Regions from separate parts of the Macaca mulatta genome. Here region 1 is linked to region 2. Evidence: chromatin contacts called from public Hi-C data. All regions are on one chromosome and are shown on one strand. The core of a region is the stretch at or near the end of the contact, and the rest is flanking DNA. Distances in the headings are between cores, read along the strand shown. Region 1 holds the start of LIPT2 (lipoyl(octanoyl) transferase 2). Region 2 holds the start of PGM2L1 (phosphoglucomutase 2 like 1).

Evidence for each region. Hi-C and Micro-C count contacts between places; a contact is called where the count stands out from the background.
Region 1: a Hi-C map of liver shows a contact between it and region 2, with 2.6 times the contacts expected there. The contact joins the promoter of LIPT2 here to the promoter of PGM2L1 in region 2. A contact is called at or near these places in 2 of 14 Hi-C or Micro-C datasets (fetal cortical plate and liver).

What each region holds. Positions count from the first base shown.
Region 1 is chr14:74,893,330-74,896,220 of T2T-MMU8v2.0, reverse strand. LIPT2 (lipoyl(octanoyl) transferase 2) reads left to right here and starts at 1,307. Exons shown (of 2, transcript NM_001194503.2): 1 at 1,307-1,772; 2 at 2,663-2,891. The coding sequence starts at 1,307. LIPT2-AS1 (LIPT2 antisense RNA 1) reads right to left here and starts at 1,641. Exons shown (of 2, transcript XM_015115198.3): 1 at 1,040-1,641.
Region 2 is chr14:74,798,894-74,801,593 of T2T-MMU8v2.0, reverse strand. It overlaps PGM2L1 (phosphoglucomutase 2 like 1), which reads left to right and starts at 1,397. Exons shown (of 14, transcript NM_001265664.1): 1 at 1,397-1,795. The coding sequence starts at 1,685. It overlaps LOC106993384 (a long non-coding RNA gene), which reads right to left and starts at 2,463. Exons shown (of 4, transcript XR_013404131.1): 1 at 2,326-2,463; 2 at 1,941-2,071.

The DNA of each region.
Region 1 (2,891 bases), core at 58-2,557, 95 kb before region 2:
CAAGGTGTTTCCATTGGGGAAAGCTGGGTAAAGGACACACATAATCTGTCCGTATTATTGCTTACAACTGCATATGAGTCTCCAATTTTCTCAAATAAAACATCTGATTAAAATAGTACATATGTGATTTCTCTTGTCCAAACCCTGATAATTTGAACCCTTCATCAGACTGGAAAATTTCTCTTCTATTCCTAGTTTGCTGAGTCTTTTGGTCAGAAGAGGTGTTTATTTTTGCCAACAGATTTATCTGTATGTATTGAACATAATCATAGCTTTTATTTTAAAAAAGTTTTTGTTTTATTATTTCTTCCAATGAAGGCTTTTCTCTTCTAACGTAAATTACGTTGTTTGATTTCAGAATGCAAAACCAACCTTGCATTCCTGGGATAAACCCTACTTCACCATGATGTATTAATCCTTTTATAAATTGCTGGATTTGATTTGCTAATATTTGCTTAGGATCTTTATGTCTATGTTTATGAAATGTTTTTCAGACACCTAGACAGTCATTCCCTCAGCTTCTGGAGTTGGTTGCTGATGATTCACAACTGAGTCCTTCTCTGGGGGCCCCCCTCCATCAAGGGAAGCAGTCTTGCCAAAAACAACAAACAAACAAACAAAAAATCACAGCGCCTCTACAAGTGTAGCCTGTATCCATGACTGGTCAATGCAAGGATACGAGTTTCTGGCCCCCTTGCTTTAATGTGGAACTACTCTGAAGGGTCATCCTAGGCTCCAAGCATCCCTTGGGATTGGTAAAGCCCTCTGCTGAAACCGTTTTGCAGGCCAACTTCTCGCTCTGCCTACAAATTCCTCTTTCCTTCACTTTCTTACAGGTGCTGATCTTTTAAGTTCTCCCTATCCCCACCAATAACCTTGTAGGCAAGCTAATCTCCCTCTTGCGACCCCCAGGGGCTCAACCCAGGACATACCATGTTACCGTTTTATTTTTCTTTTCATAGCACTTAACACCTTAGACGTGAAATAACTTTATTTACTTCTTAAATACTTATTGTCTGCTGTAAGAATGTAAGCTTACCAGGACAGAGCTTTCTCATACGCTATGCACCGCTGTATCAAGCGCCTAGGGCAGGGCCTGCAGAACATAGCAGGCACTAAATACTGGTTGTTGAATGAACCGAGGAGGCCGGCCTGCGCTGGGTCCTGGAATCACACATTCCCCCCTCCAGCTTTTAACACGCACCTGGGAGCCGCGGCTTGGGGCGTGCCCCTGAGTCCCGCCCCTCATACCACGCCCCCAGGCCCAGGGAGAGGGCGGGGTCCCGCGGACGCAGCGGTGGGCACGATGCGGCAACCCGCGGTTCGGCTGTTGCGCCTGGGTCGGGTGCCGTACGCCGAGCTGCTGGGGCTGCAGGACCGCTGGCTGCGGCGGCTACAGGCCGAGCCAGGCACTGAAGCCTCGTCGGCGACTGAGGCGGGCGCGCTCCTGCTCTGCGAGCCCGCGGGGCCCGTGTACACGGCCGGGCTGCGCGGCGGCCTGACGCCCGAGGAAACTGCGCGGCTACGGGCCTTGGGCGCCGAGGTGCGCGTCACAGGCCGCGGTGGCCTGGCCACCTTCCACGGCCCGGGCCAGCTGCTTTGCCACCCGGTACTCGACCTGCGGCGTCTCGGTCTGCGCTTGCGCATGCACGTAGCGGCGCTGGAGGCGTGCGCCGTGCGCCTGTGCGAGCTCCAGGGCCTGCAGAACGCCCGCGCGCGGTCCCCGCCCTACACCGGCGTCTGGCTGGACGATCGCAAGATCTGCGCGATCGGTGAGCGCCGCGGCGCAGGGCGGGACCTGAGAGCCGGGGTCGGAGCTTGAGGCCTGGGGGCGGGGTCTGACGGGGCTGGACCAATGGAGGTGAGGGTAGAACTCGGGCCGGGAGGAGGCGTATCTAGCGCGGGCCTTGAATCACAGCTACCCGCTGCGTTTGAGTTTTTAAGACCTTTCCCGGATACCATATAGTCAGAAGCAGAAGGCACGTTACATCATCTAGTCGAACACGCATTTCTGTGAATGGAGGGACAGGAGAAGTGGATTGCCAGGTTACTTCCAGCCAATCACAATGTCATGGCAATAAGGGTGCTAATTTTCAAACTTTTTTTTTTTTAAGACGGAGTCTCGCTGTGTCTCCCAGGCTGGAGTGCAGTGACGCAACCTCGGCTCACTGCAAGCTCCGCCTCCCGGGTTCACGCCATTCTCCTGCATCAGTCTCCCGAGTAACTGGGACTACAGGCGCCCACCACCAGCCCGGCTAATTTTTTGTATTTTTAGTAGAGATGGGGTTTCACTGTGTTGGCCAGGATGGTCTCGATCTCATGACCTCGTGATCCGCGTGCCTCGGCCTCCCAAAGTGCTGGGATTACAGGCGTTAGCCACTGCGCCGGTCCCCAAACTTTTTTTTTTTTTTTTTTTTTTTAAGTATTGGAATCTGTTAAAAGACATTTCCTGGAATCCTCATGATGAGTGCAGCTGCCTTGAAGCCACGCACCCCTTCCTTTCATTTGTTTCCTTTTCCTATCTGTGCACAATTCCTTGTTTCTCCAGAAACAAAATTTGAAAACTAGTGATCTAGTCCAGTTCTCTCATCCCCCTGAGAGGGACCCCGAAGCCTGGAGAGTGGAGGGTATCTACTCTAAGACCCTTTGACTTGCCTTGCAGGAGTCCGCTGTGGAAGGCACATCACGTCCCACGGCCTGGCTCTCAACTGCTCTACGGACCTCACGTGGTTTGAGCACATTGTGCCCTGTGGACTGGTTGGGACAGGCGTCACTTCCTTGAGTAAGGAGCTCCAGAGGCACGTCACCGTGGATGAAGTAATGCCACCTTTCCTTGTGGCCTTTAAGGAGATCTACAAGTGCACACTGATCTCAGAGGACAGCCCCAACTG
Region 2 (2,700 bases), core at 148-2,647:
TTTAAATGGCACTTTAAAGGAAATAAAGTAATACTTTGAACTTATTATGTCTTTTATCTGTGAAACGCAGACTAATGCCATTTATTAAGTTACTGTACAGCCATGATGTAAATATTATCATACCCTCCTCACAAAAAAGCTGACTAGGGAAAGAGTTGTAATATACTTGGTCAAAATCATAGCCATTCTAAGAAGGCCAGACCAAGAAATGGAGGAGTAGCTAGGTGGCTGACAGGTCAGCACTTCTCAGCGTTTCCCAGACCTCAAGTTAGGTGAGCATTCCATAGGAGAGGCGGCTAAGAAGTAACGGAAGACTATTTCAATTTGAGTGAACCAATTTCCTCTTCCTCAGTATTCCCATTACCATTGCTCTTGGTATCTTGTGATGCTTATACATTCTTTTATCAAGGTTAAATGTCGACCCATCTTCCCTCAACAACTTCCTCATCTATTTTACAGTAATCTTGTTCGCCCTACCTCCTAGTTTACTGTAGCAGCAGAGCTATTAGGTTGGTACAAAAGTCATTGCCGTTTTTGCCATTACTTTTAATGCTATTATTTTTAATGGCAAAAACCGCAGTTATTTTTGCACCGACCTAATAAAATAACTGCCAGCCGAGGGAATCTGAAATGAGACTCGAACCCTAGTTTGACCGCTCACGAACTCGGCCTCTTAGGAGAGGACTGTCTCAGGGAGTCAGTTTCTTCTTTGTGTGTGAAACGGGAAAGGACGACGCCCCCTACCTTACTGAGGGATTGAAGCGATAGAATGAGACTCGTAAACTGCACAGCACTAAACGAATACCACTTTGCCCCCTTACTATGTCATTCCTTGTTTAATTTAATGCCAGGGCCACATACCGCAGCATAACTAATAGGGATAGGGCGTCCGTAGGGAACTACCTCGAAGCAGATCTTTTTCTTTTGAGGAAAGGGAGGGCTCGGAGCTGCTGGGAGTCGTAGTCTCGGCGGCGGTCTCCGCTGAGCTCAAAGGAAAGAACTACAGCTCCCGTGAAGCAGTGCGCGGACAGCTCGCACAGCCCCTCCTCCCACAACCGGCGCGTGCCCCCAAGAGAAATTGGGGGTCTGCGCGCGCGCTGGGATCTGCAGGGCAAGCGCGAAGGCAGCTTCCTAGTGGTAGCCGTGAGAGCAGATCGAGGAAAGGAGACCCATGGCAAATTAAAAAATAAAAATAACTGTGCACTACTGCCTCACCACCCGGACGGGCTGTAAACCCATGCTACTTCGGAGTCGTGGGGAGCGCGCTCCCGGACTCCAGTTTAGGGCTTCGCGGACTTAAATTAGCAGAGGCGGGAAGGGGCGGGGCCTAAGGCGCGGGGCGGGGCCGTAGGCGGTGCGGGCGGCGGCGGCGGCGGCGGCGGCGGCGGTGGCGGGGCCAGGACCCAGACATCTGGGACTGTTGTTGTTCTCTCGCGGCGCGACCGCCTCAGTCACTTCGCCCAGAGACCCCGACCTGGTCCGCTGGGGAGCAGGCGGCCATAAGCCCCCTCTCTCCCGGTTCCCTGACGCCGCAGCAGGAGCTGTTACAAACACCCTGCGATTGGTCTCCAATGCCCTTCAGTGAGGTGGGGACGCCCGGACCCTGGTGAGCGAACCCCAGGCCACCCCCTACCCCAACTCAGTGTCTTCGCCGGCCCCCGGCACGTACACCTGTCTGGTCGCCATGGCTGAAAACACAGAGGGGGATCTGAACTCCAACCTGCTCCACGCCCCCTACCACACCGGGGATCCTCAGCTGGACACGGCCATCGGGCAGTGGCTCCGCTGGGATAAGGTGGGTACCTGGTCAGCCCAGCATCCGCCGTCGCCTCCCCCACATAGTCTGCTCTTTCCTATGCCCACCCAGCGCCCCACGGGCTGCAGAGGAGATGGCTCGGGACACCGGGCGGGGGGCAGCGGAGCAGGGCGTTGCCACCCACCTATGCATGGGGTTCCTCCTTCGGTCCGCCAGAGCCGAACATCTGCATCGCTTCCTTCTGCGGTGCTCTCAATTGTAACCTCCCTTCCTCTTCTTTACCCTCTTTCCCTTCAAGTGCTGTCTTCCCTCTTTCTTCCAAAAAAAAAAAAAAAAATCATTGTAGGTTATACCCTAAACAACGATTTCCTTTCCCTTTTTCTCTCTTGACTTCCTTCTCCACAAACCTGAAAGTGGTTTCTGGCACCCTTACTGGGCGTTTCTAACCGCTATCTGCTTTAGTTCTGGTCTGGTGTGTTTCCTCCTTCTGTCGCTAGGTAGTCGCTGGTCTTCTATCCTTGGTATTTTCTAGTATCACCTTTTGCTCTTGGGAAAGGCAAGGCGCTTACCTCTTCTTTCTCCTGCTGGCAGCTATTTTCTGGAATTAATCTGTTCAAGGAATCGTGTTTTCCAGGTTTCATATGGTACTCTTAATACAGGATTGTTTTTGCCTTAACCCTTACTTCTCTACCAACACCTCCCCACCCACGCTCCGCCCCCACCTCCAAATTGTTGCGGTAATTAAACCTTATGCGGGCATTTGGGATGGATTTGTGACAATCAGAATTAAAATGCAGCTATCTTACTTGTAAAAGAGGTCCCTGGTGGCTCCAACAAAGGAAGATAATCCGAGCTTTTGCTTTGTCAAGTGCATAAAATGCCTTTGTTGAAGTAGAGAAGGCAGCACATTTAAAATGGAATTAATGACACTGAATTAAGGAATT